Linked DNA regions of Mus musculus: regions 2, 3 and 4 are each linked to region 1. A link is a contact called in public promoter capture Hi-C data. All regions are on one chromosome and are shown on one strand. Each heading gives the region's core, a stretch centred on a gene start, on an enhancer-like site or on the middle of the called end of the contact. The rest is flanking DNA. Distances are from core to core; before and after follow the strand shown.

Region 1 (7,391 bases), core at 1,510-4,009:
TCCCAAGAGCTGGCATTAAGAGTGTGCACCACCACGCTGGACATGTTTTCCTTTTGTAAAATGTGTTTATTATTACTAAGTGTGTTAATGATCCCTGAGTGTGTAAGCGTGCCTGGGCACCCCTGTGCACATCAGGGGACTTTGCACAGTCAGTTATTCTCCTCCCTTCACACGGGCTTCTTAGTTCTACTCCACAGCAGTAATGGGGATAAACATTAACATGAATCAAGTTAACCGAGTGAAGACACTGCATGCAACACTTTGCCTACCGAGTATTGAGATTATAGTTAAGAGCACGTGCAGAAGGAAACCCAGGGCTTCCTGTGTGCTAGACATTCTACCCGCTGGACTACAACCCAGAGAGTAATCTACTGAGCAATCTCACCTGTCTTATTTATCTTGCCTTTTTTTTTTTTTTTTTAAATCTTCCAAACAAAACAAAAACAGCTCCCAGGGTACTGGTTTGATCCCTGTTTTAAGTCTTTCTCAAACTTCGGACCTGCTACTTTTGGAGGTCGTGATGGCCCAGCGTAAGCTTTATTGGCAAACAGACTATTTCTTGCAGGAAAGAGGGGGGAAAATGTCATTAGAAACAATTTCCCACATTCCCAGCGTTTCAGCTACTGCTAATTCTTCTGTGGCAACAATAAACAATACAGGAGCGTGCTTTCTCTCTGCCGTCTTCCCTCCAAGGTTATTTTGCAGGGCCAGTGAAATCTGTTTATTGCCGAGTGCGAAAATGTATCAATTTAGGATCAGAACACTAAGACCCTGGTGCTTCAAGCTTTCAGATCAGGAACAGGAAGTTGCAGGATATAAATACAAGGAGGCGGGAGGTAGTGGGGTTTAGGCCATCGCTTACACAGTGTTCATCAAAACCGGGTAACTATGGTTACCGAGCTCACTTCACTGTTAGTGGTTGTCACAGAACCTACTCGGTAGTGTAGAATTGATAGAGTTGTCCCTTTCGGTTTTTTTTGTTTGTTTGTTTGTTTGTTTTTTGTTTTTTTGGTTTTTCGAGACAGGGTTTCTCTGTGTAGCCCCGGCTATCCTGGAACTCACTCTGTAGACCAGGTTGACCTCGAACTCAGAGATCCGCCTGCCTCTGCCTCCCGAGTGCTGGGATTAAAGGCGTGAGCCACCACACCCGGCTGAGTTGTCCCTTTCAAAGAAAGACCTTCGTCCTCATCTGGGTATCACAGGATACCCCTACTCCCCACCACGTTTCTTCACCGCTCTGGCTTGGCTTGAGGTCTGTCACCTTCCAATTTTGTCTTGAAGGGAGGGCATCAGCTACAAGCGGGACAAATGTAGTTGTCTCAGGGTGACCTAGCAGCATAACACCCGAGTTTGCCTTTAAGCCAACTGGATGTCAGTCTATCTGCCCCTATCCCAGGCTGGTCTCGAACTCAGAAATCCGCCTGCCTCCCCCCCCCCGGCCCCCCCCCCCCCCCCCCCCCCCAGTGCTGTGATTAAAGTCTTGCAGGAACTACTTCACTCTCAGGCGGCTGATCAGCAATAGAGCGCTGGCCTAGTGGATGTGAAGCCCTAAGTTCAACACCCAGCATTGCTGGAAGAGGAAAAATAAAATCTCAGGGAAGGAAGTCCAGCCCTGAAGGCCACACATACACACACACACACACACACACACACACACACACACAGCTGGCCTAGTGGATGTGAAGCCCTAAGTTCAACACCCAGCATTGCTGGAAGAGGAAAAATAAAATCTCAGGGAAGGAAGTCCAGCCCTGAAGGCCACACATACACACACACACACACACACACACACACACACACACACACACACACACACACAGTGAACCAACTGGAGAGGTATTTCGGGTGTCAATCACCCTTCAGTCTGGTTCCTGCGAGGAAAAGGGACACGGGGTTGGGTGTGGAGGCGATGACGAATCTTGAAGCTGCAGCAGCCCAGAGCCCCACCGGCCTAGGTGCTCAGCAGATAGGTCACCCAGGCGATGATTTAAAAGGACAGCACGCCCACCCAAGGCGGCAGACCGCCCCTCCCTGCCCCGCTGCCCGCCCAGGCCGCACCCACTTGGGGGCGGTGCGCCCGAGCTTAGTTCTGGTGGGCGGACGCCGCGGCTTTAAGCCGGGGCGGGACTGAGCGAGGAGCAGCAGCGGCGTCGGCGGCGAGAGTTCTTGGGGACTCGGGCCCGGATGCTGGGGGCTAGTCGGCAGGTCCCGGTAAGCGCAAGGGAGGGCGGGTGAACGGTCCCGGGAGATGCACGCGCGTGCGTGTCTCAGGCGTGGGAGAGAGTCGGTGCAGCACGACGGCTCCACGGAGAAGTGGAGAAGGCTGTCCCTGCTTGACCGAGGTCCTTCCGGCCCCCCAGGAGCCCTCCTAAACTAGATCAGCCACACTGCAGCATTTAGTCCTCCGCGGCGCCGGGCTGCGCTGGAGCGGATGGAGGGACGCGCAGCGCTAGCGGCCGCGGAGGTTGGCCCTCGGCGCTTGCCGTAGCTCAGCGGCCTGCTGGGGGGCAGTCGCTGAGAGTCCCGGGAAGGATCGGCGACAAAAGGAGGGAACCCGAAGGCCGTTTGCGACGCGAAGGGATTGAGTGAGGAGTCGAGGGGGCTGCGGCACCCCACCAAAGCCATCCTGGCATCTGCGGGCCTCCACGCAGGCTCCTGGCTCTCTGGGCCAGACGCTGAGAGTGAAGGTAGCGGCGGCTACGGCGCCCCCTGGCGGCCCGGAGGCGCGTTGTCCAGCCAGCCGGGCGTCGTGGGCGGGGCGGACCCGATGGAGGACGGCGGGCTGTGGGGCCGTTTGCCTTTTCCTTACCTGGGTGGGGACTCCGTGGGCTCGAGGGCATCCAGGCCTGAATCCATATCCTCTCGAAAAGCTCAGAACCTCCTTCCAGAATCCACAGGCGGATAGGGTAGCCCCCTGCTTTCAGGTTCTTGGCCCAGGGAGAAGCTAGGCCTGGTCCCTGGGAGGATCGGGTGGGAGCTCGGAAGTGGCACTTTTACTGAGTGGCTTATAAAAAGGAGATTAAGTGTCGCAAAAGTTTGCGCAGATGATTGGGCTATAGCTCAGAGGGTAGAGTGTCCCCCTAGCACACCAAACCCTGGGTTCGATTCCCCAGAACCTCCTAGCCCTGGGGTGATGGTACACAGGCCTGTCAGGGGTCGGGGCTGGAAGCTCAACAATCAAGGCCAACCGTACATCTACATCAGCCTGCTCCTCCTACCCGAGCTACACAACACCGCCTCCACAGCAGAAAAGCTAGATAAAAAGTTTGGCCAGGATTAGGGCTTCTGTTTTGTTCTTAAGAATGCCTTGACCCTGAGTCTAGTTAATAGTCGGTGAGTATGAGGGACCTCCAGTGTTTGAAGGAGGAACTCTGATAGGAAAAGCAAGAGTTTGCCAAGTCACGGTAGCAAGGCTGATAGTATCCTTAGCTTTTCTCTTCTCTCCCTAGGAACAGGGTCTCTGGTATTATGTAGGCCTGGCTGGTCTAGAACTCACAGAGATCCACAGAGTCCTGGGGTTAAAGGCGTGCACTGGCACACTCAGCTTTTTATTTTTTAAGCATTTGCTTGTTTGTGTATGTGTGTTCGGCATGCATGTGGAGCTAAGAGGTCAGCCTGTGGGACTCAGTTCTCCCCCTCCACCCTGTGGTCACATATCAAGATAGGTCTCCAGGTTTGGCTCCAAGCGCTTTACCTTATGAGCCAGGAGTCAACGTTCCTGTTTTCCAAGTCACTGTGGTGCTTTTAAAGTATGCTTTGGGGCCGGTGAGTTGGTTCAGTGGGTAAAGGTTGCTTGCTGCCAAGCCCGATGACCCGAGTTCAATCCCTGAGACCCACACGGTGGATGGAAGGAACAGACGTCCCACAAGTGGTCCCCTGACTTCCTCATGTGCTGTGTGGCACACACCTTCTTCCACCCCAGTTAAGAAAATGTAATGATAAAAAGCATGCTTTGTGTTTTGTGCCTCGACTGTAGATAAGATCCACAGTCTTTGAGGTAATGCTTAGGAGAATAGTTTATTATTTATACAATACTGGGGGATAAAACCCAGGACAAGGCTCTACCATGATGTAGTGTGTATATTTTCCCAAGGTCTCAGGTAACCCTGACTAGCCTAAAATTCACTATGTACAACAGGCTGGCCTCTTGTCCCCTGCGTGCTGGGATTAAAACCATTTGCCCCCATGCTTAGCTGGTTTTATATTTTCTTAAACTGGTTGGGGTGGGATGGGGGGAGTATTGAAGAAGAGTAGTATTTCATGATGAATTCAGATTATGCAAAAGGTGTCCTTAAGCCCTCCTTTTTGTTTTGTTTTTTTGTTTTTTGAACACCGCTGTTGTCATTCATTTATGTGTTAGTGACTCCTTCCTGAGTGCTGGGGAACTGGGTAGACATTGCACAACTACAAAGATTCAAACATTTCCTGTGTGGCTCCCCCCACCTCCTCCATGACACTTTGGAGATAGTGTCTTATGTGTCCCAGGCCCCCATCTGTACTTCTCCCGTGCTGGAGAGGTTGTGGGATTACTCCGCTTTATGCAGGGCTGGGAATCAAGGTCAAGGCTTCATAAACATGCTAGGCAAACCCTCTCTCCACTGAGCTATAGCCCCAGCTCTCCCTCCATTCTGCACAGCTCGTTGTACAAAACGTTTGCGATCTCCTGGTTTGTTGAAAGAAGGCTATGTAACGGGAAAGAAAAGCTTCCATGTTGAAGAGAATGATGTTGAAACAGTGCATTTGGACACACTGTCCACAACAAAAACAACCCACAGAAAACAGTGATTTCCGCAAATCCTTTAGAGCTTGGGCAGTGGAACAGCTCAGCAGGTTTCGGTTCCAATCACCAGCCCTGATGACCTGAGTTCGAGTCCCTGGACCTCTGTGTGATTCCTCTGACCTCAATACATCTATTAAGGCACAGGAACCTCCCCCCCCCCCCAAACACAATGAAAATATGAATGTAATTTTAGAAAGTACTGAGGTAAAATATTTCACAGGTTACAAGCTCCCCATGTCCCTGCCAGCTGCTGACGGGATGTCTCTCTTCACAGGCTGGATAAACTCATGGACTTGGCAGCTCAGGCTTGAGAAAAACACAAACTCAGAAGAAAGATGGCGTTCGTTGCAACCCAGGGGGCCACGGTGGTCGACCAAACCACTCTGATGAAGAAATACCTTCAGTTTGTGGCAGCTCTCACGGATGTGAATACACGTGAGTCTGTCCTTTTTTGCACACTGAGAGGAAGAGCAAACCTTAGTGTTTGTCCTTGGTCTCCCCGTCTACCTTGTGGAGAAGCACAATGATGAACAATACTGCTGGAGCCACAGAGAGGCACAAGTGTGTGTGCCAGATTGCCTGTGTGTATGTGTGTCCTTGTCTGTGCATGCACACGTGAGTCTGGGAGGATGGATGTGTGTGACTGGTGGTAGGGACCTAGCCCTGTGCCATCTTCTGGGCTGTGACAGTCAAACTGATAAGATCTGATTGCTTCTCTTCAGTCCCTAAATCCAGTGATTTTTGAAGCCTCCCTAAGGCAGTTTCAATGAGCTGACTGTTTTACTATTTACAGCTGATGAAACGAAGTTGAAAATGATGCAGGAAGTCAGCGAGAACTTTGAGGTATGAGCATCCCCACCCCACCCCTCCCTCTCTTCTGTTTTTGTTTAAATTATACTTATTTTAGGTCTGTGTACGTGCTGACACATGCCATAGGCGCTGTGTGCTTGTCACAGGACAATCTGAGGGAGTCTGCTCTTTCCTTCCATCGTTGTGGGCCTGGGGATTGAACTCTGGACATTTCAACAGCCCTGCAATTTCCTCTGTTATCCATGCTTTCTCCTGTCCTTGCTGTCAATGTTTTTACAAATGTATTTTTATTATTGTTGCTGTATAAGATGTGTGTGTGTACATACTACCACAGTGTTTACATAGAAGTTGCGCCAGCGTTGTGAAGTGGCACTCTCCTGCCTTTACGTGGCTTCTGAGTATTGAACTCAGGTTGTCATGTGTATTTGGTGACAGCTTGACCTGCTGAGTCATCCTGCCAGCCCTGTTGTCAGACTTCTGTCAGTTCTATGTATCATTGTTATGCATTGGTGCATTTGGAGAGGGGAGCCCAGAAGCACTGTGCTGCCCGTGAGGTATTGGCTTTCTGCTTCCCCTTCACCCTTACGTAGACTCTGGGTATCTTCAGGCTCATGTGGCAAGCACTTCCGTCTCTCCAGCCCTGTCAAGTCTATTTTGTTTCTGACTCAGAGGTTGTACTGGCTGGTTTTGTGTCAACTTGACACAGCTGGAGTTATCACAGAGAAAGGAGCTTCAGTTGAGGAAATGCCTCCATGAGATCCAACTGTAAGGCATTTTCTCAATTAGTGATCAAGGGGGAAAGGCCCCTTGTGGGTGGGACCATCTCTGGGCTGGTAGTCTTGGTTCTATAAGAGAGCAGGCTGAGCAAGCCAGGGGAAGTAAGCCAGTAAAGAACATCCCTCCATGGCCTCTGCATCAGCTCCTGCTTCCTGACCTGCTTGAGTTCCAGTCCTGACTTCCTTTGGTGATGAACAGAAATATGGAAATGTAAGCTGAATAAACCCTTTCCTCCCCCACTTGCTTCTTGATCATGATTTTTGTGCAGGAATAGAAACCCTGACTAAGATAGAGGTCATTGATAATAAAGGCTGTCCTGTCCTGGCATACTCCTGTAATCCCAGAGTGGGAAAACTACAGCAGGGGGATTGGCAGGAATTATTCAACACCAGCCTGGGCTATAGTGTGAAAGGGTTTGGAAAGAAGTCTGTATTTTTTCTAAATCTATTTTTTACTTGTATGTGTATGTTTGGGCAAGCTGAGAACAATTCACCTTCCACAGTGTGGATTCTTCCTCAGGCTTGGCCATAAACAGTCTTTACCGCTGAGCCGTTTACCACGCCCTAAGGCATCAGTGCAAAGGAGTTTGAAACTTTGTACACAGTTCTGCCCATCTTCCTGGTGAAGAGGCTCAAGGATGTGTTTTGGAATGTTGGCTTTGTTACATGTTTTCACTGGGATACATTCAAGTTTACCTTGTGATTCATTATGTTCAGATGTTAGCTCATCCGACATAACGGGTTGCCTGTCATTTCTGGTTTTAAGAACTTAAGATGTCGGTGACCTTGAAAGAGCAATCATTCCTTTCTGAGTTTCTTGTATTTCTATGATTTTACATTATCTCACTGATCCCTCAGACTCTGTTTGCAAATGGTCTTTGACTTGTTTTTTAACTGGAAAAATACTGATTTTTGGAAAAAAAAAAAGATAAAGACTTTTCATTGTCTGTGTATGTGTATGAAGGCCTGAGTGTGTGTCTGTACGTGCACCACATACATGCAGTGCCTGCGGAGGCCAGAGGAGG
Region 2 (7,391 bases), core at 1,983-4,482, 1.2 Mb before region 1:
TCTGACCTTCACAAGCTTGCCATGGTGATGCGTGCCTTCACACACACACACACACACACACAGACACACACAGAGAACACACACAGACACACACACACAGAGAACACACACAGACACACACACACACACACACACAGAGAACACACACACACACACGCACACAGACACACACACACAGAGACACACAGAAACACACACACCACAATACACTGTTTAGAACAAGACTGAAAACTCCATGGCCAGGAACTGCATTTTTATGTCTAACATTCTTCACTGACCCTCATAGTGAAAACAAACAAACCCCAACAACGGTAGTGAGGCGAGAAGCAAGTGGGAACGGCTCAGGAGAATAGGCACTGGACTCAAAGAAAAGGAAAAGGAGAAGAGAAAAGCACAGCAACAACGGTAACCAGCACTCGCTCAGCGCTCCACAAGGACCGGGCACTCAAGAGCCTCTTCATACTCAGCATCTCATTTAGGCTTGTTTAACTTTCCCTTGAGGCATCTCTCTTGAGGAAGAAATGATATGCTGAGGATTACTCCGTAGGTTAAAAGGGTACTGAGGGCTGGAGATGGCTCAGCAGTTCAGAGCACTGGTCATTCTTCCAGAGGGCCTGGGTTCCACTCCTATCACAACCTAATGGTTCACCGATCTCAGTAACTCCAGTCTCAGGAGATCCTCTGCTGGCATCAACATACGGCACGGACATACACACAAAAACACCCATACACATTAAAAAATGTAGGGAGAAAAAGAAAGGTGTGGCAATCCAAATGAACCCTACAGGAGGCATTCTACACGTTTTTACTAGATTTTCTTTTTAAAGCCAGCAACAGGCTAAGACGTATCTCAGCTGTTCAGACGTGCCAGGAAACCTAAGGCCCTGAGGCCCAGCTGGGGGTGGGGGTTACAGAATGAGTGCTGGCATACCTGCTGCATGTGCATGTCAGGTCTTAGGAATTCCCAAGCACTAAGGTTTGGGTTTGGATCAGCAGCAATTTACCTTTTTAAAAAGTAATTGTCTTGAGATGTCTTTCAATGTACTTTTTCATAGTCATCCCTACTTCCTTCCAACTCCACCCCAGCCCTAAAAACTCACCTAGTCCAATCTGTGCTGCCCATCCATAGACTCAACAGTGTGAGGCCTCACACTGGGGCTAGTTTCCCTCAAGGACCACATCCATAGAGAACACTGACTGGCTCACCCCTAGAAGCATCAAGGGCCCATCTCGACTCAGCCTAGGCCCTCTCTGCCCTGGGCTAGGATCTTATACAGCTGCTGCTGAGTTCACAAGTGGAATCTAGAAAATACTGTTTCCGCTGGGTGTCCCTGACCTCTGACTCTTATAATCTCTCTTCCTCCCCTTGGTCCCTAAGCTCTGGGAGGAAAAGAGGATGGTGACAGAGCAATTTAACTTATTAAAACACTAGGAATGTGGTAGTATTCCCCAGCCCACAAACTGCTGGTGAAACATTTTTAACTTTTCAAGGAAAGTTCAGGTAAGTTTTAAACGTTCCCCAGCAAGGTGCTATGTTATAGTTCAACCGCAATACAAAAAGAGAGACAGACAGACAGACCCAGCCATCTTGCCTTCACTTAAAGCAGACCTGTGGCTCATACCTGTAAGCCCAACGCCTATGTCCATGTCCTCCTAACAGGAGAATCATGGAGTTGGGACCAAGGCAGTCAGAAACTAGGATTTACACAAAAAGACCCCGGCCCCACAATACAACATCTTCACTATCAAACTAAGTGCCCCAAGTGACAAAGCTTTCTTTTAGGAGGTGAAAGGAAAGCACCATTGACATTCCTACTCAATGAAATTCCAGTGTGTCGTTAAATACATTGAACCGTATCCATGAGACTTCCTGTCTCCGAGACAAATCCCACAGACAGACATGTTAGCAGAAAAATAAAGTTCTCTGACCGTCTGGCTGACTTAGTTACAGGGACGATCCCAAAGTCTAATGTAGAGTTCTGTAAATACGCTGAACAATCGCTCATAAATCCACGGGCTCATAAACCCATGGGCGGCGAGTGCTCACTGCAAGTGTGGAAGGCATTAAGCAAGTTTGGCAACGTACTCGACTGAACTAGAAAGTGGACCAGTTGCACTCTGCGTTTGAGGAAACGGGTGGTAAATCTCCAAGCTTCCTCGTTAACACGAACCTACACAAGCTACGCTGAGACGCGCGATTTTGCTCCGATTACACTGAGATTCTTGTTTCTACCGAAGGGGTGGGGGGAACGGGACGGACTGCATAAGACCAGTCTTGTCTCCCTCAAGGGCCTGAAACCATCACGGTCAATCACGAAAAGAATTGCCTCGAGTCACAGGGAGCTGGATCTGCTACATCCATATCTAATGCCTTCAGAGAAGGTTTGTTTGTTTTTAATAACCACACTTCGTTCAATGGACAGTCTTCATCACACTCCTTCAGCTAGCATCCCAGTAACTTTCTCGGCGTAAGTGTGAAAATGAATATTTTTATAAACACCCTGTCAAGTCGAAGCAACCGAGCCCTTTCCCAAGTTCCAGGTCACCCAAGTGACTGGTGCAAACATGCATCGACCAGGGCCGGCCGACTTGGAGGCCGTTACCTATCCCAGTTCTCGGGGGGGGGGGTGCGAGGGGGTACCCTGAGTAAATGAAGAAACTATACGTCCCTTTCTCAAAAGACAAAAATTTTTTTTAAAAATGTTTCAAGAAAAATTCTTCAAACCAGCCTCGCCTACGTGCCAAGTCGAGTAGGGCGACGGGCGGCGTCCGGCCCGGGAAGAAGGCAGGAGGGTGGAGTTCACTTTTCCCTCCGGCCGGCTCGCCCAGGCCCTCCCCCAACCAGAATCCGGAACCAGGCCCGGGAGGGTGGGAGGCTCGCGCCCCCCAGAAGGCCGGGCGCGCGCTCTACGCCAGCTCGAGGCTTTTCGGGCCTGCGGGGGCCCCCGATGGCGCTGCGCGCGGCACCGGGTCCGGAGCGCCAGGCGCGGCCGTGCACTCACCCGTCTCCCACCACCACACACTTGATGGCCTGCATCTGGGCCGCTCGGTGGGCCGCGGCGGCGGCGGCGGCGGCCGGTGGCTGAGGCGCGAAGCGGCGGGCTCGGGAAGCGCTGGGCGAGGCTGCGGGCGGCGGGGCGCCGAGTGCCGGGACTGCTGTCCACGCCGCCGGGCCCTCAGCGCACGGGAAGGCGAAGCGCAGCAGCAGCCACCACCCAAAGCTGGGGAAAACTGCAGAGAAACAGGAAATGGCCGCTCCACTCACATCCGGCCTCCCCTCCCCCTCGGTGCCGTCGACGCAGCTCCCAGGCTCCGGGCGGGGCCGCTCCCGCCCGCCCGCGCGCCCGCCCGCGCCGTTCCTGGCTTCCACGGGCTTTCGGGAAAGCTCGGCAACAGTCGGCTCCAGCCGGAGAACGGGCTCGGCGGCCGCGGGGCGGGGCGGCCGCCATCTTGGCACGCTAAAGCGTCCCGGTTGTGACCAGGTTTAGGAAGCCCTCTGAATCCTGGGGTTACGGGTTCGGGTCAGTGGTAGGGTCCCGTTCGCTCGCAACCTACTTGTGCCAACTCCATGGAGAGATTCCTGAGCCCCCTTGTTATGTGATAACTACAGTATGCTGTAGCGTAAGATCCTGCTAGAAAATTCTGTATAGCTCGTGCCACAGTGAGATCCAGTCTCAAAAAAGAAACTGCTAGGGATGTAGCCAAGTCAGAATGTTTGCCGGCATGTACAGCCTGGGGCTCCATCCCTAGCACATCACAGCCTGCCCTGGTGGCTCACCTGTAATCCCAGCACTTGGTGGGCGGAAGCAGTAGAATCCTGGGGATCAACCTCAAGTCCAACCTCTGGATATGCAACTCAATTGGTAGAGTGCTTCCCCGAGCAGATACAGATATGAAACCCTAGGATTGAACCTCACGACGGTATGAAACAGATGTGGTATATATCAGGTAGTGCATACCTGGAATCCCAGCTCTGGACTGGAGGTAGCAGAAACATCTGAAGTTTGACCTCTGGCTATGTAGCGTCCAGCGTTAACCTGACCTACCATGAGACTTTCTCAATAGGGGTGGGGGGTGGGGAGGGAGCACTAAATAAACAAAAATATAAGGAAAAAAAAACATACATACCATTAAAATAATAAACAGAAGGATAAAGGTCAGAAGAATTCTTTTAAAGATTGCTGATATGATAGGGTAAGCATATAATTCATTCACAAATAAGGTAGCCTATTAGAAGACAAGAACATTAAAGATATTTTTGGTTATCTGTGGTGTGTGTGTGTGTGCATGTTTTCATGTGTGGGCACATGTGTGGTGCACATGTGTATAGAAGACCAAGGTTGACACTGGGTGTATTCAGTTGCTGTTCACCTTATATATATTGAAGTAAGATCTCTCATTGAACACAAAACTGGCCAATTCCAGTTAATCTAGCCAACCAGCTTGCCCTGGAGATCCCATCTTTATCTTCCGGAGTTACAGGTGAGTCACCGTACCCTCCTAGTATACTAGTTTCTGGATTGGAGCTCTGTTCCTCACACTTGCCTGGCAAGTTCCCTCCTCCTGGAGCTTAAGAGGCCAAGCTGCTCTTCCAGTAGACTGGAGTTAGGTTCCCAGCACCTGAATCACATGGCTTACAGCCACCTGTAATTCCAGCTCCAGAGCGATCCAACACCTTTGGCCCCCTGAGACACCTGCATTCATTCACGTGTGTGCACGTGAGCACAGACACAAAATCTAAAATATTTTTTTAAAGAAAAGAAACCAGACCAGGAATTCCAGCCATCCTAATATCCTAACAGTAAAAAAATAAAACAAACAAACAAAAAATAGAAACAAAACAAAAAATTTAAGGGAAGCATCTGTGGAACTATTCCACGAGAATTTCCCAGACCTGGAGGATAAACCATTTACAGATAGATAATGCCCACAGGGAAGGAAATCTGCCCCACTGCACTGTACAAACTTGTAAAACTTCAGAACCATGTGAACACATAAGACCCTTCTGGCTTCCAAAGAGAAAACAAAGTCTTAAAGAGACAGGAATTTAGAATGGCTTTGGGTTTCTCAGCAGTTCCATTTGAGGGACAACGCCTTCAGGACGACGGCTCAAGAAGTAAAGGTGCTTGCCGTCCAGCGATGCAAGTTTGGTAGCTCGAGTGCCCTCCTTGCAACCCAGGTAAAGGTGGATGGAGAGAACTCTGTCCTCTGAGTCTTTGTATGCACACAAATTGGGCCTGTGAGATGGCTCAGTAGACAAAGGCATTTGCTATCAAGCCTGAGGTACTGAGTTCAATCCTTAGGACTTACAGAATAGAAAGACAGAATTGACACTCTTAAGTTATTGTTTGGTTTACACACACACACACACACACATTGGGGTACATGTCTTCATCAGACATCCACACAAAATAAAATGTAAAATAAAAGTGTTTTAATGAGTACATTTTTAAAAAAGGAACCAAAACAATTAATTAATTAATTAAAAAGCTGGGTGGTGGTGGCGCAGCCTTTAATCCCAGCACTTGTGAGGCAGAGGCAGGCGGATTTCTGAGTTCGAGGCCAGCCTGGTCTACAAAGTGAGTTCCAGGACAGCCAGGGCTACACAGAGAAGTCCTGTCTCGAAAAACCAAAAAAAAAAAAAAAAAAAAAAAGAAAAGAAAAGAAAAAAAAAAAAAAAAACGGCTATTTAGGCTGGCCATGGTGGTTCATACTGTACTTTGAATCCCAGCTCCCAGCACTTAGAAGGTAGAGAGGTAGAGACATGCAGATCTCTGTGAGCTTGAAGCCAGCCTGGTCTACATGGTGAGACCTTGTCTCAAAAAAAGCAAACAAAAATAAATGAAAACATTTTAGAAAAATTATGCTTAAGCTAGAATTCCTCACATGGCCAAAAATCCTTGATCAGTTGCATAAAGTAAGAATGTCTTCTGATAAATAAGTTCTCAGAAAGGATTACCTCCCAGATACCAGGCCTTAAGGAAACGTCTGGAGCATATGCTCTTCTAGGAGAAGGAAATAAAACAAAACAAAACAAAAAAAGAGTTATGAAAGACAGAAAGAAACTTGAGCTCCCGCAGGAGGACCAGGAGGGAGCCCACAAGACGACAGGGAAACTGCCACAGCCCACAGACAGTCTGTGCCCATGGCTACTTCCTTCAAATGAACAAACCAGCACTGTTATTGACCACGGGGTTCCGCTGACAGGCCGTGACAATGGTGACATTAAGAGGGAGACAGGAGGGGATGGCCTTCTCTGTACTGCCCCCCACCCCAGTGTTATAGAATACAAATCTGGGAAGGCTGGTGAGATGGCTTATCAAGGCAAGAAGTATCTACTGTCGAGCCTGGCAGCCCGTGCTCCATCCCCAGGAGCAGTGTAGTGAAAGAAAGAAAGAACCTATTCCTCTCTGTTGTCCTCTGAGTCCTGAGTGCCTGCTCCCTGCACGGCAGGTGCCTCAGTGCACACACACACAAATGTAACTTTTAAAAATTAGCACTGTGTGATGGCACACGCCTTTAGTCCCAGCACTTTAGAAGCAGAGGCAGGTGGATGTCTGTGAATTAAACCAGCCTGGTCTACATGAAGAGTTCTAAGCCAACCAGGGCTACATAGTGAAACCCTGTCTGAAAGAGAGAGAGAGAGAAAGAGAGAGAGAGAGAGAGAGGAGTTTTTTGTTTATTTGTTGACTATGTAGCTTTGGGTAGTCTGGAACTTGCCATAGAGACTAGGCCTGGCATTGAACTCAGAGATCCGCCAGCTCTGCCTCCTGAGTGCTTGGATCACAGACTTGCACCACCATGCCTAGCACGTCACATATACATTTTCTTTTAAAAGAATCCTTAAAATAAAGATTTATACAACTGGAAGATGGTTTGGGGGTTAAGAGCAGGCACTCTTCTTACAGAGGACAGGAGTAAGAGTCCCTCCCCACACTCACTTCTGGTGGCTTGCAACCACCCATAACTGTGGCTCTGATGCCCTTTCCTGGACTCTATGGGTACCAGCAAACACATGGGCACACAAAGAAAAACGGAAAAAAAAGTTAGGGTTTCTTTTTGGTTTTTGGTTTTTGTTTGTTTGTTTGTTTGTTTGTTTGTTTGTTTTTCAAGACAGGGTTTCTCTGTGTACTGGCTAGTTTTGTGTCAACTTGACACAGCTGGAGTTATCACAGTGAATGGAGCTTCAGTTGAGGAAATGCCTCCATGAGATCCAACTGTAAGGCATTTTCTCAATTAGTGATCAAGGGGGAAAGGCCCCTTGTGGGTGGGACCATCTCTGGGCTGGTTATCTTGGTTCTATAAGAGAGCAGGCTGAGCAAGCCAAGAGAAGCAAGCCAGTAAGAAACATCCCTCCGTGGCCTCTGCATCAGCTCCTGCTTCCTGACCTG
Region 3 (7,391 bases), core at 1,918-4,417, 1.2 Mb before region 1:
TCTCCAGTTTGCCTGTACCTTCTCAGCCATCTACCCCCTGTAGCTAGTTGTCACAAATCCCTTTAACCCTGTAAATCAAAACTCTAGAAGCTTATAATTACTCAGTCAGATTTATATATCAATAAATTCTCAATTCACAAGATGCCCACACAATACTTTCTGAGCCAATTGATAATGATATAAATTGCCCACCTAGATAAGACAAATTGTCCTGTAATTATCCATCTCTTATAAGATATTCAGAGCTACCTGTGGCTATTTAAAGCCCTGTGGACTCTGGATCATCTTGTTCTTCCTCCATCTTTCTTCCTTCTCCTCTTTCCTGTCCCTGAAACCCTTTGCTCCGTCTCCCTTTCCCGTGTTCAATCACAGGCTTCTTGTATTAATATTTAAACTAATCGGGGGGAAATCCTGCTACAACTCTCAATTTTGTGGACTTCTTCATTGTAATAATTTTATTGGTTTAGCTCAGCGTTGTGTGACTTTCCCCTGGGAAGAGGTGGACGGCTATCTATTCATCTCAGATAATCACAGACAACAGACCAAAGGAATGATCTTCCCTGTTTACTCTAGCTTAGTCAATCAGTGGGTTTATTGAATTACTTACAGGAATGTAGGTGACTTACAATAACCTGGGTGACTCAAAGGCTGCTATGTCATCTTATAGTTCACCCCAACATAGGTGATGACTCAGGAGAGCTGCATCCCTGAAGCTCACTGAACAACGTGTTAGGGAGCTTAGCCACTCAGGGAGTCTTCTTTACCCAGCAATTACTGGCTGCTTATATAACCTTGGAGAGAAGCCTTGTGAATCCTATAACTTTCTACCTTCCTGAGCCTTGTTAAGTTGTATAAATTCCCTAAGCCTTTCACGTTACATGAGATGTTCTCCCTCCTCCAGGAAGAAATGCTTCAATTCAGAGGAAGTAACAATGCTAAAACTAGCCTGGAACTCCAGGCAATCCTCCTGCCTCAGCTGCCCAAATCCTGCGATTACAGGTGTGAACCACCATATCCTAAGCTTTAGAAAAAGTTGTTGACCCACTTCTTGGATCATGTGGGTCCATTCTCTCCTCCTGCATCATTCTCTTCAGGTTAACTAAATGAGCATGAAAAAAAAAAAAAAACAACTTTCATAGTGCAGGAGAGATAGCTCAGCAGTTAAGAATGCTTACTGCTCTTACAGAGGACCTTGGTTCAGTTCCCAGCACCCATATAGTGACTTACAACTATTTGTAACTACAGTTACAGGGGGTCTACATGAAGGCTAAAGAAACTCTAGTTTCTGTATAAGCAAGCTGTATCAAGCCAGAAATGCAGATAGTCATATCATAGCAAGTAGATAGTCACGGCCATACATTTTGGGTGGGGGCCACTGAGTTAAGGTTACTGGGAACTTATCTTCCAGGGGCTGGAATCAGAGACAAACAGCTTAGCGTGTAGCAAGATGGGTACCTGGCATAAAATGGAGTTCTTATAGAACCCAGGACTACCAGCCCAGGGATGGCACCACCCACAAGGGGACCTCCCCCCCCTCCTTGATCACTAATTGGGAAAATGCCCCACAGCTGGAACTTATGGAGGCATTTCCCCAACTGAAGCTCCTTTCTCTGAGATAACTCCACCTTGTGTCAAGTTGACACACAAAACCAGCCAGTACAAAAGTCACATTTTATTTAGTTTATGTGTTTGTGTGTGTGTATACATGCATGTAACACAGCAGGCTGGAGGAGATGGGAAGATGTGTTTTTTGATTTCTACTGCTGTGCTAAACACTATTACCAAAAACAAGGTGGGGAGAAAAGAATTTATTTGCCTTTGCCTTATATTTCTTTTCTTTTCTTAACAGGGTTTCTCTGTGTAGCTTTGGCTGTTCTGGATCTCAGTCTAAAAACTGGACTGACCTCGAACTCACAGAGATCTGCCTGCCTCTGTCTACTGAGTACTGGGGTTAAAAGCATGCACCATCACCACCACGGACCACCAGGTTTACCTTGTTTTCTTACATGTGTGAGTCGTAGAGTGGGGTTGCTGCGTTGCGTCCTGGCGCCCTCTAATGGTGAAGCTGAGGATAACAGGGAACGTGGCGTGGCAGCGCTAACCTGTTGCTATTCCAGTTTCAGGAGGCTGCTGCTGAGTTGATATCACCCTTTATGGCCTGGACCCTCTCACACCCATCACCAAACAAGAAGATGCCGTACAGAATCGCTTACAGGTCAACCTGATGGAGGCAGTTTTTCAATTGAGGTTCCTTTTTCCAGCATAACTCTAGGAATTAGATAACTCTAGACGAGGTTCTCAGCCTTCCAATGCGCGACCCCCTTAATACAGTTCTTCGTGTGGTGACCACCAACCATAAAATTATTTCACAACGACTTTATAACTTTAGTTTTGCTAATTTTACGAATCGTAATGTAAATATCTGATATACAGGTGGTCTTAGGCTAACCACTGTGAAAGGATCGTTCGGTCTCCAGAGAGGTCGCGACCCACTGGTTGAGAACTGCTGGTCTATCTTGTGTCACGTTAACAAAAATAAATGAGCAGCATAGAAGGCAACACCCTAGAGTCACTTGTGTTCTTCCACCATGAGGGTCTCAGGAATTGAACTCAGATCCTCTGGAGCAATGGGAAGTGCATTTTACCTACTTCACCATTTTGCTGGTCTCACTGTAACCATTTTTAGGAATATGTGTGTTATAAAGTACCTGTGGCCATACCCAGGCATCATCTCTTTTCTGTTATATTTTAAAGATTGATTTTTATTTGGATGTGGTGTGTGTGCGAATGAGTGCAGATGCCCAGGAAGGTCAGATATTGGCTCTCCTGGAGCCAGCTACAGGTGGATTTTGAGCCACCTAGTGTGGGTACGGGAAACTGAACTGAGGGTCCTCTGGAGGAGCAGCCAGCCTTGAGTTCATGTTTTTCCTGCTTCAGTCTCTTGAGTGCTGGAATATTAACAGGCTAGCGCCACCACGCCACTTTCCCTGTGTCGTTATTCTCAACTCTTCACCATTAGAGGACGCCAGATGCAACGCAGCCAACCCTAGTCTCCAACTCATGCGCACTTCACTTGCAGGAAAGCCGCCCGAGGGGCGGGGCGGCCCGGGGCGGGGCGGGAGGCGGAGTCTGCTGCCTGCGCAGGCGCGGGCCGGCTTTGTGACGTCAGGCCGCGCGGCCCGGCCGGGAATCCAGGTGGTAGCTGGTGGAGTCGCCTCCGGAGAGTGACGCGCAGACTCGGCTCCCCCGCGGCCCGCCCTCCTGCCGGCCTCGCCGCGGTCTCCCTTGCTCCCTGAGATCGCTGAGCGCTGAGCAGCGGCCCGGGAGAGGAGGCCTTGGGCGACGGGGCGCGGAGAGGGAGGGCGGGCGGGCAGTGGGGGCGCCGCGGATCTCTATATGGCGACGGCTCTGTCGGGTCTGGCTGTCCGGCTGTCGCGCTCGGCCGCCGCCCGCTCCTATGGGGTCTTCTGCAAGGGGCTGACCCGCACGCTGCTCATCTTCTTTGACTTGGCTTGGCGGCTGCGCATCAACTTTCCTTACCTCTACATCGTGGCTTCCATGATGCTCAACGTGCGCCTGCAGGTAGGTGAGCCGCGCCCTCCGCATCCCTGCCCACCTGGCTCGGCGGGATGCAGGTGCTAAGGGGCTCATGCTATCAGCCTGAGGCTGAGTGTGAACCAAACACCGCGTCCCTCCCACCCCCGTTACCCTACTCTGCATAGAGGATGCTTCAGAAGGTAGGTTCCCACATCTGGGGGTGGGGTCCAAGGAAAGATGACAGGAAGGTCCCTTAGGACGCTTTGTCCTCAAAAATGACAAATTGTTGGCGATCCTGTAGCTGCGAGTTCCTTTGTGAATTCTGGTTCCCCAAACTTTGTGACGGTATATTATATTATCCTTGTACTGTAGGTTGAAAGTTAATGGTGTCTTGACCAATGTTTTCGGTATCTTCTGACCAGGGATTAGAAATGGCGATAGGGATGAAGATGAGAGAGAAAGAGGGAAAACAGATTTAGAGGCCTGCAACAGTTTAGACGTGGACTAACAGCATGCCTGCATCAGCATTCTGGAGGCCTCATTTGCTGAAAATGACTGACATTTCTCTATCTTGAATTTACAAAATGCTTTTTTTTCTAGCGGAGAGGTCTTACGGACCTGAGTGTTCTGTCTCAAAATGTAAGAAAGGCTGCATAGTGAACTTGGATTCTGTTTACACACCTTGGAGTGTCACAGGCTGTGTTGGAAGGAAGGACTTGGCTCCACCCCTGGGAAGCATGTAATCTGACAGAGGTTTTTTGTTGTTGTTTTTGTTTTGTTTTTGGTTTTTTGTGGTTCTGGAAATGAACCCGGTGGGTGCATTGGTTTGCCAGCCCTAACCCCAGCCTTACTGTGCTTATGTTGTTCCCTGGTGTGCAGAGGCGCCAGTTCAGTATAGTGCTACCTAGTTTTTCTGCAGTTGGGTCAAGTTGGAGTGTAATGGACTTGGTGTGTGTAAATGGTCCATGACACAGACCACATGAAATCGGAAGCCAAATATGTTGATCAAAATTGGTTAAAAGGAGTTAAGAAAAACCAAATTTGAGGTCCATATCAGAATCTCTTTACTTTTTTGGGGGGGGGGTGGGGAGGTGTTGTGTGTGTACCACCCTGGTTATGAGGTGCTGCCGGGATCAACTCGGGACTTTGTGAATGTTAGACAAGCATGAGCAGGGCTTGTAGCATCTTAAGTGATATCAGGCCATGGGGCAGAACCGTCAAGCCTTTACAGCAGGTGCCACAAATGAGTGGAGTGCTGGGTGTGGGAAGTGAGATCAACCAGAAAGCCTGTGTTCCTGCCAATTACCTACCTGTAGAAACATGGCTCCAGTGTCTCTGCCAGATCTGGTAACCACCTCCGAGAGAAATCAGACTTGAGAAATCAGACTTCCTGATTTGTGAACATCAAGTTAGCTCAGAGTTTTCAAAAAGGAAACAAAACAAAACAAAAAACAAAAACAAAAACAAAAAACCTTTGGTGATGAAGCAAAAGTTGTCTGCAGTCTGTGTTGGACCCATCCAGTCCCACTTTGGAATCTGGTGTCCAGTTTTACATATGATTTGTATTTGGCTAGAAAATTACATGAGGGCTGCAGAGATGGCTCAGTGGTTAAGAGCATTGACTGCTCTTTTGAAGGTCATGAGTTCAAATCCCAGCAACCACATGGTAGCTCACAACCAACCGTAATGAGAAACAAATAAAAAAACCTATGGGCCAGAGCAAGTGGGGGCCGGAGTGAGGAGGAGAAAGTGAAGGGGGGGGGGAAAGAAGAAAGGAAAGAAAGAGAGAAAGAAAGAAAATTACATGAAAGACTACAAGAGCTTACTTAATACAAAATGTTATATCTTGGATTGCTGTGTTCTGTAACATTAAAAACAAGCAAACAGACAAAAAACAAACAAACAACGGGGCTAGGGCTGTAGCTCAGGAGGTGGAGTGCTTGCCTAGTATGCACAGAGTCCTGGGTTTAGTCTCCAGTATTGCATAAACTAGGTACAGTGATCCATGTCTATAATCCTAGCATTTGAAGGGTGGAGGTAAGAGACTCAGCCCCAGGCTCACCTTTGGCTATGTCTCGAGACCCTATCTAAAGAGACAAAACCCCTAAAATGTCCTCATGTGTTCAATTCTCTGTGTACCCTTCTCGAGTCTAGGCTATTCTAATTGCTAGCCTGAAATTTTGTGTATTCTGTTTTACACTAGTCAATTAGAGGCATCGTGTGTGTGTGTGTGTGTGTGTGTGTGTGTGTGTGTGTGTGTGTAAAATGTGTATGATATATATTATGTGTATGTATGGATCTATGTGTGATTATCTGCAGGTGGTGGTGGAAGAGGAATAGGAGGAAGAGGAGGAGGAGGAGGAGGAAGAGGCGGAGGCGGCAGCCAGAAGATTCTGGTCACTGGATCCTCTGGAGCTGGAGTTGCAGGCAGTTGTGAACTGCTTGAGTCCAGGTCTCTGCAAGAACAGCAAGCACCCTTAACAGCTGAGCCATCTCTCTGGCTCCCTAGAGAAGTCTTCTGAACATATCTGTCATGTCTTGGCATCCTTAAACAGGACCACAGCATGCCCATGCCTAGCCTTCTCATGTGTGGATATGACTTCCACTCACCCCTCGCCCAGCTTGCACCAAGATGACTGAGTAGGCTTTGTCAGGGACTCCTCCTCTTTACAAAATTTACATTCATTCACTCTCTTCCTGCGCCTAGGTATGGCGAGTGTCTTCCTTGGCGGGGACATTCTCACAGTTTAGTTCTTTTGGAGGGAACTTTTGTAATGGAGCACAGCTTTCTTCCCTGCAAGAGTGGTGAAGGCTCATGGTATTTATAAGCAATAAACGGGCAGATTCCATTCCCGGTGTTTTCCTAATGCGCATCTGTTTGTAGGACAGTGAGATCATCTCTGGAAAGGTGATTCAAATCCATATTTCATAATGGGGAGTGTGCACTGTGCTGAAGGAAGGCAAATGCATTTGGGAGGAGGGAAACAGATCTGTAATAACAGTGGTGTGAGCTGTGAGTTAGTGCAGGCCCACCGATAGCAAGGGCAGCTGTGGGCTCCAGATCAAGTTAGGATTCAGGTAGAACCTGTTTTAGAGAATTTGGAGAACCAGACATGGACTCTCTTAATTCTGGATCAAGTGGGCCCAGGCAGAGGGTAAGATAGCCTCTCCAAGAGCTTGGGGAGAGTTGGTTTGTTTTTCTTTTGAGACAAGGTCTCACTGTACAACCCTGGCTAGCTTGGAACTCTGAAATTCCCTATGGAGACCAGGCTGACCTTAAATTCAGAGACCTGCCTTCCTTTTCCTTATGGCACATGCTGGAATTAAAGACATGAACCACTGCCTAGCCAGAGCAGGGTTTTCTAAAGCCCCTGTAAGGGTTTCAGGCTTGATCCTGGACCTAGTCAAATGCAGCCTGTCCATCCTCTGGGAGGGAGGGAGGGGCTCTGGGAAAGTGCTATACTGAAAATTCTTATATCTGATGCTTAAGTTCCCCTGAAGGCTTTAGGACTTTTGTCCCTTTGTGAACAATATCTAACTGAACTTGTTTAGGGTTTAGTTCTGATTTTGAGTAAAAGGAAGAATAATGAGAAGCAGTCTGACTAAAGGGGACACTTCAGTAGCTCACAGCCTTTTTCCCTCCAGCATATCGTTCCCTTCCTCTGTTCAGGGGAACTGGAATGAGTTTAAAGGGTTGGGTCCTGTGGGACTTGATTACCCGGGTGTTTAAATCTCCTGTTCCTAGGGCCTGTGGCAGTGCTGGGCATGGCTTCCAAGGCCTGTGCACACTGAAGATTAACTCTCCCACAGAGCTGCATCCCTAGCCCAGCAGTGAGGCATTTTAGCCATACTAA
Region 4 (7,391 bases), core at 2,709-5,208, 1.0 Mb before region 1:
TACCAAAAAACCCTTTTCCTGTACCACATCCCGCAAACCATGCAAGGTTATACTCAGGCTCCTCAATCCACAATTATGTACACTAAAAACACCATATATATATATATATTGTATATAATATTTGTATACACACATATATATGTGTATATGTGTATGATATACACAATTATATACACTAAAAACACATATATTTTATATATGTGTGTGTGTATGTGTGTATATATATATATATATATATACACACATACACATACATACATACTGCTTAAAGCTAGGAACAGTCTACAATTTAATATATTTGATTACATTTTTAAATCATATACCATTTTTCAGGGAAAAAAGTCAATTAAATTGCATAAAGAGAATATTTAGCTTTAATTTTTAATTGAAAGTCTAAAATACTATTGTATGAAATTTGAAGTTTTGAAAAATTTTAGCTACAGAAAAGTCTTACCAGTGAAGCAAATACATTTTTCTGAAAAAGTCCAGCATTTATAAGTATTTCAACTTTTAGAATTAAACCTGTAATTTTGCTAACATCAAACTTTGAACACAAATATGTATTTAAATCTCTGAATCTTATTTTTAAATCTACTAATTGAGTTTTTTTGATGTGCTAGGTATCATATTAATTGCTGAATATTTATTTATTTGCTAAATTTTCATGATAACCCTTTGGAAGATCAGCCAAAATCTGCAAGGTCAGTGACTGAGCCCCAGCACCCAGCACCCAGCACCCAGCACCCAGCACCCAGCACCCAGCAGGACCGTTGTCTAGCCATTATGCAACCCAAGTCAGCAAAGTGCTTTTAAGGAATGGTCCTCAAAATGTCCAGGCAGCCAAATCTACATGTCAGACCTTGAAGAAAACCTTTCAGGAGTGCTCAGCTGCCCTCCCTATGTTCTTCCCAGCATCTGAACTTGGCACGCTTTAGTCTCTGGAACACTCCGCACGTTACACTCCCACCATAGACAGGGCCCATTTTTAGTCCAAGCTCCTTGCTGAGGTCCTGCAAGCTATTCTTCACATGTTCTCCATCTCCTACCTCTGCTTAGTTAACACTTCCCCTGTCAGGGTTAGAACTCATTCCTCTACAATGCTTTTTAGAAACCCATCCTAAAGGGTTTCCTTGACAACACCTTTCACCCCAAGATTGGGTAAGAAACCAATCCTAAAAAGTCCTTGTGCTGATCTCCATGGTAGCATGTAGTAAAAACTTAACTCCACCCTACCTGGTATGGGGGAAGCTTTCCAAACATGTGTTCAACAAATGAATGAAATCGTGCAAACAGGAAGTTACTAGTGTTTGCTTGTAGCACCAGCTTGTGCTTAGGGATTTATATATGGCATCTCATTTAATTCTTTAAAACCTCTGAATTAAAGGGAGTACCTCTAAAACTTGGCCTTTAAAAAGTTCACCCCTTTTAAAGTACAAAGGGTAATAAAATCCTTGTGTACTTCAGTGAACAGATGTCCCCATGTTGGTGCTTACAGTCAAGTTGTTCCTTAAAAGTTTCAACCTTCTTGTTTACAATTTTTAATTCAAGTGAAGTTACAACCTTAACAATGTAGGGGCAGTTACATAAAATCAGAAAGTCAATAACTTGAATACTTAATCAAATGAAGATAAATCACCTTCAGTCACAAGAAAATTTGGGCCTACTAGCCAAATAAAGTTTATATATTTCTCATGCTACAGGCAAAAGAAATTCTATATACACATACAGACACACACACGTGCACACACACACAGTGTATTGATGGAAAAAAAGGAACAGGAGGGAGAGTTAGGGGAAGGAGACAAAACTCCGTAATAAGGAAAGGCTAGTCTATCCTTACTTAAAATAACATTTATAGTAAAACCCCTTGATTTTCCTGGGACAAGCAACCTTTCCATACAATGATTAACAACCAACCAAACAAAACACCGTACTCATTCTAGCAAAGATGCTGTGATAGGCTTAGGAGATAAATATTAAGGAAAACACAACTCAAGTCATCAGAAATATGTCATTGTTTTGATTCTGGCAAGAATAACAGAACCCATCTATCTTCTTCACTTGGATATTCAGCCAATGAATATCACCTTAAAGTCACCAGGGATCAAACTAAACTCCACCTATAAGAGCCAACCTTTCTTAAAACCCAGCTATATTGTGTAAGACAGGTTCATATGGCTCCTGTTTTTAGTCTAAGTGAAGCGTCTGACAGTTAGTGTTCAAAACGGCCTGTGAATGGTAACTACTTACTCAAAGCCCAGCCAGTCCCAACACCTTTTCATGATATACAAAGTTACAACAGTCCATTTTGAAACCTGACCAGGGACCAAAGCTGAATAAATGTGCAAGACTAATTACTTGCTTAGGTCTCTTTTACGATAAGTAAATGCCAGGCTACATTTATCTTTCTCATTTTAAGAAAGAATATCACTATGTACACATTGTGTCCCCCCACATACACTGAAGAAATAAGGTCAACGCATTAAAAAAAACCTGTTATGCGAACTCTTCATAAACAGTATTATACAAGTTCTGGTAACATTTCAGTTTTAAGAAACTTTAAAAAAAGACACCACTTGGTTTTTAATTGTATTTTGGTAAACAGAATGATTAGCCGTAAAACTCTGCAAACCAAGTACTTACTGTAGTCTTGAATCAATGATTACAGAAAAGAAAGTGAAACTGTCCCTGAGTAAAAACAAATAAGTGTAACTCATTATTCACAGACCTAAGCATCTGAATGAGTGACATGGTAAAAGCAGAACGTTTAAAATGCATGCTTTGAAGAAAAGTTCTCCTCCATAAACAGCTGTGCGAACCTGGATCCGGTTGTTACTTTGTAAAAGGGGCGTTAACTAGTTTCCCCGACACTTTTTGTTACTTGAGTGTATTTACTTGAAAGAACCACAAACAAGCAAGTCCTAAGGCCTTCAGATATAAAAGAGCTATTCAACAAAAGTAATCTCAACTGTATTCTAGGGAGGTTAAAGTCCTAGATTGTAAAACTTTGGTCCCGTCAAATTTTCATTTCAAACATCTGAATCTGATCCCTCCCACCCGCCCTTTCCTCCAGGTAAGTTGGTTCTCTGTGCCCCAAAAGATAAAGAGCCTGGGGGAGGAAGGCACACTCGCTTTTTCGGAGGGGAAAGAGCTACGGGGCTCCTCCCCCCCACCCCAACACCCCCGGCTGTCCGCCTCTCTTGCGGGTGTCCGCTCCGCTACGGCGTGGGCAACTCGGGTGTTCTGCTGAGGAGCCTAGTGGACTGCGCCCGGGTGGGAAAGTTTGTCGGGGTGGGGTGGGGGCGGGGAGGCCAGCCCGGAGCTCCGAGGGGCGCCCTGGAGCCGGAGGTGGCAGCCACGCGGGGGGGCGGCGGGCGGGCCCCGGACGCCGGCTACGCCGGCTACACTGTCCCGGCGTGCACACGCCCACCCCGGCAGCTCCAAACGCGCCGGGCGGCCCGGTAGCTGCCGGCCGCCCGAGCAGCGGACCGAGGGGGCGGGCTGGGGCCGGTGGGGGTGGGAGCGCTGTGGCCATGGCAACCAGGGGGGTCCGGCCCTTCCGTGCAACCCCGGCGCTGCCTTCGCTGCGAGCCCGCCCGCCGTGGCCACCGCCTCCTGCTCTGCGGGCCTGGCCCGGCCGGGCGGCGGCAGCGCCAGTCCCGCAGCCGTGGGGTCCCCGGGCCGCCCGGCGGCTGTAGAGGGGGCGGCGGGCGAGGGGCCGCGCTAGTCCCGGCGGGCCGCGGCCGGCTGAAGGCGGCGGGGCGGCTGAGGCCGCGAACCAGGGACACGCGGCCCGGCCCCACGCCGGCCTGCAGCGGGCGGGAAGGAGGCGGGAGCTTACCTGACCCGGCTCGGCACTCGCTCCATCCCCCTCGGCCGCCGCCGCCGCCGCCGCCGCACACAGCCCAGCCGCCCGGCGGGGGACAATGACGTGCCTCCATCCGGGCACCGCCGCCGCCGCCTCCGGGTCAGCGCCGCACCCGCAGCTTGCCGGCCGGGCCGCCAGGGGGCGCACCAGGGCCGCGCCCGCACGCGCCGCCGCCACGGCCTCCGCCGCCCAGGGGCCGTCGCGCAAGAGGCGCGGCGCGCAGCTAACGGGCCGGGCAAACGCGGGAGGGGCCGTCGCCCAAGGGCGGCGGGGCGCGGGCTGGCCTCACGCGTCAGCTAAGCGCCGGGCTCCGCCGGAGAAAGCACACTGATTGGTCCGACGCCCTGATTGGCGGGATGCACTGATTGGCTGGGTGTCCGGCAGCAGGGCGGGGAGGGGCCGCTTCCGTTCAGAGTTCCCGGAGTGGCCCGGGTTGGGGCCCTAAAGCCAGTACACCTGAGCTCCCATCCCGGGAGACTCATGCCTCTCCTACGCGTGGCCCTGCGGACTACGGTGGCGAGGCCACTGGGCTCTGCGATCCACGGGCCCTCACCGCGATGGGGCCTCCGCTGTCTCTACCTTACGTAGCCCTGCCAGGCTAAAGAGCAGACCATGCACCCCCCTCAACGTCTCACTTCAAGTCTTAGCTCTCCAGATTGAGGCAACTGCGCCCCAGTCCTACAGTCATGCTTCTTGTTACTTCCTGGATCCTGAGGCTGGACAAAGTAGTTCATCCTTGTATTCTCTCCCCTCCAGCGCCTGCCTGTGGTACCCATTTAGTACACACCCCTGAAGAGCATTCACTGCTGATCAAAACCTTTCACCCCCTAGACCACCAGTTCACTACACCCTACTGACCTAAAGAGCTGTGGTCCTGCCCACCACCCACTTGCCTTCTCTCTCACTAAGCCTAGTCTAACTGACTCCTCCAGCACTCCACTCTGGTTTCACTATACTCTTGTGGACACAGTTTTTTGTTTTATTTTAAAACACAGATCAGAAGAAGAAGCTAAGCTCTTTAGCTTGGGCATTAAAAGTCCCATTTTAATGATTCCCAGTACAGGTGAGTCTGAGACAGGAGAATCACAAGTTTGAAGACACCCTGTGCTACAGAAGGACTCCCAGTCTCAAAACAAAACACCCAACTCCATATTTCCTTTTTCCTTTCATTTATTCCAGCCACAGCATGCTATGTTAAGCTTTTAACATTATAAAGAGGTCAGGAGCCTATACCTACTCATGCTACCAACTTCATTACAGTCCCTATAGGTTGGCTATAAAATGTCTATTGAGTATTTGGAGCAAAAAACTCAAGTACTTTGAGGAATTAAAAAGGAGAAAGAGAATCCTAGTTGCTCACATTTCAGCATCTCCTGTCAAAATTAACACCACAACTTTTTTCTTTACAAAAAATGGTTATGGAATTTCACCACTGTAGACCATTATTAAGAGATTTGCAAAAGGTAAAATAACCCATGTCTGTGATCCTAGAATTCAGCAGCTTAGGCAGAAGGATTGCCATGAGTTCAAGCCAGCCTGGACTACAGAGTAAAATCCTGTCTGTAATCCAGGTCAGCCAAGACTATAGACTGAGACCCCATCTCAAGGAAAATGACCAATTTGTGCGACTAGAACTACCTGCTCAGTACTTTGCCTTTTCCAGGTAATTAAATTCAAATGCTGAGGAACTGAGGGACTAGTTATCTAGCTAAACGTTATGGTATTTCAGAACACTTCCCTTTGAGGTCCCAGAAGTTTACCCCGCCCCTGTTGGGATTTATTAAGAATGGGGTTTGGTGTTTGTTTTTAGAGGCAGGGTCTTATTCTGTATAATGGCTTTAAACTCTACAACCTCTGCCTCAATCTGCAAGTGCTGGGCTTACAGATTTAAATGAGGGAAGAAAGAGAATTTGGCCCCAGTGGACAAAACATTCTCAAATGGCCCTCACTTCTGCTTTGATTTTACACAAAGTTTGATGTTCTTTAATTCAGGTCACCTTAACAATTTGACTATAAAAGCATTTTGTGTGTGTGTGTGCGTGTGTGTGATATGTCTGAGTGTGTGTATGTCAAAAACAGGTCAACATCAAGTGGTTTTTTTTTTCAACTGCTACCATATTTGTGTAGTATGTGTATGGACACACTTGCAGGTGTGCATGCTCATTAGGAAGTCAACTGTTAATAGCTCTCATATTTCCTCTGTGTGTGTGTGTGTGTGTGTGTGTGTATGTGTGTGTGTAGAACAGAGGTTAACATTTGGCATCTTCGTGTGTCACACTGAACTGAGAGCTTGGTTAGATGGCATCCATCAAACCCCTGAGATCCACATGTCCTGTGCTATGTCCCCTCTCTACTCCCTGGAAGTGGAAGGGCAAGACAGCATCTACAGAAGACCACTGCAACTATGCCTGAAACACTGTTCCCGCCGAGAGCACTTCAGGTCGTCTGCTGTGGCCTTGGAAAGTAGCTCTCCCAAAGCACAGAGTGCATTCTAGAAGATCGTGCAGACATCTCAGAGGTAAGAGAATTGCCCCCTTGCAATTCTTACCATAGCCACCACTCTAAGCAATAGAGGTATGCCATGGCCGGATCATTCCTTCTCTGACAGCAGGCTTTTTTGAGAAAGGGTATCATATAGTCCTGGCTGGCCTAAAACTAGCTGTGTACCTGACTTTGAACCACAGATCCTCCTGCACCAGTCTCAGGAGAACTGAGATAACTGGGGTGTACAAACATGTACACCATCTGTAGGGTGTGTGTGTGTGTGTGTGTGTGTGTGTGTGTGTATGCATGCCAGAGGAGAACTTCAGGCATCACTAGATCCTGTTTTGTTTTGTTTTGTATTGTGTTGTTTTGTTTTTGAGACAGTGACTTTCACTGGCCTGGAACATGCCAAGAAGGCTAGACTCATTGGCGATAAAGGCTTTACCACCTCAGACCTAGGCAAGCAAGTCCATGTCACCACAGCTGCATATGAGTTATGGCCATCTATCTCAGTTCTTACTGCTTGGCAGAACTTTACTGGAGGATCGGTGGACAGATCAGTGAAATGGCTAAGTAGTTTGAAAAGGCGCTTGCTGAAAGCCTCAGGGCCTGAGTTAGATTTCTGGGACCAACTTAGAAGAAGGAGAGAACTAATCTCCTCCAGTTGTCCTGTGATCTCCGCCACAAGCATGCTGCAGCAGATGTGCAACACCCCCAACACCAAATAAATGTAAAACTGTTTCAATAAAGGACCCATCTCCTTCATCCACGGTTACATTTCTTGGGACAGGGTCTCACTTTGTGGCCCAGGCTAGCCTAGAACTCAAAGCAATCCTCCTACCTTAGCTCCCTGAGTGCTGGGTATGCAAATATGAAACACTAGATGTAACTTACAACTTGTATCTTATGACATTTGACATCATCCTGACCAACTTTGCAGACTTGGGGAGACTCCCCCTCTTACAGAAGCTGACTCTGTTGAAAGACAGTTTATATACCAAGAGGATGTCTTCCATCCACAAAGCAAACTAGCTGATGT

The links. Promoter capture Hi-C pulls out the DNA fragments that hold promoters and counts their contacts.
Region 2: a contact with region 1 is called in a promoter capture Hi-C map of pre-B cells, with 3 times the contacts expected there. The contact joins the promoter of Rac1 here to the promoter of Trrap in region 1. A contact is called at or near these places in 4 of 39 promoter capture datasets (embryonic stem cells, hippocampal neurons, liver and 1 more) and 1 of 115 datasets of contacts at active chromatin or transcription factors (embryonic stem cells).
Region 3: a contact with region 1 is called in a promoter capture Hi-C map of pre-B cells, with 6 times the contacts expected there. The contact joins the promoter of Fam220a here to the promoter of Trrap in region 1. A contact is called at or near these places in 4 of 39 promoter capture datasets (hippocampal neurons, liver and pre-B cells), 1 of 115 datasets of contacts at active chromatin or transcription factors (extraembryonic endoderm stem cells) and 1 of 9 other capture datasets (adipose tissue).
Region 4: a contact with region 1 is called in a promoter capture Hi-C map of pre-B cells, with 2.8 times the contacts expected there. The contact joins the promoter of Usp42 here to the promoter of Trrap in region 1. A contact is called at or near these places in 3 of 39 promoter capture datasets (the 3T3-L1 cell line, pre-B cells and second pharyngeal arch cranial neural crest), 1 of 484 Hi-C or Micro-C datasets (pre-B cells) and 2 of 115 datasets of contacts at active chromatin or transcription factors (large pre-B cells and stem cell-derived neural progenitor cells).

Annotation. Positions count from the first base shown.
Region 1 is chr5:144,766,035-144,773,425 of GRCm38.p6, forward strand. Trrap (transformation/transcription domain-associated protein) reads left to right here and starts at 2,760. Exons shown (of 71, transcript NM_001081362.2): 1 at 2,760-2,813; 2 at 5,055-5,215; 3 at 5,574-5,623. The coding sequence starts at 5,116.
Region 2 is chr5:143,524,761-143,532,151 of GRCm38.p6, forward strand. Rac1 (Rac family small GTPase 1) reads right to left here and starts at 3,233. Exons shown (of 6, transcript NM_009007.2): 1 at 3,003-3,233. The coding sequence starts at 3,037.
Region 3 is chr5:143,545,553-143,552,943 of GRCm38.p6, forward strand. It overlaps Fam220a (family with sequence similarity 220, member A), which reads left to right and starts at 3,168. Exons shown (of 2, transcript NM_133703.5): 1 at 3,168-3,582.
Region 4 is chr5:143,728,322-143,735,712 of GRCm38.p6, forward strand. Usp42 (ubiquitin specific peptidase 42) reads right to left here and starts at 3,959. Exons shown (of 18, transcript NM_029749.2): 1 at 3,842-3,959. Gm38737 (a long non-coding RNA gene) reads left to right here and starts at 4,134. Exons shown (of 3, transcript XR_868672.3): 1 at 4,134-5,531; 2 at 6,233-6,386; 3 at 6,737-7,110.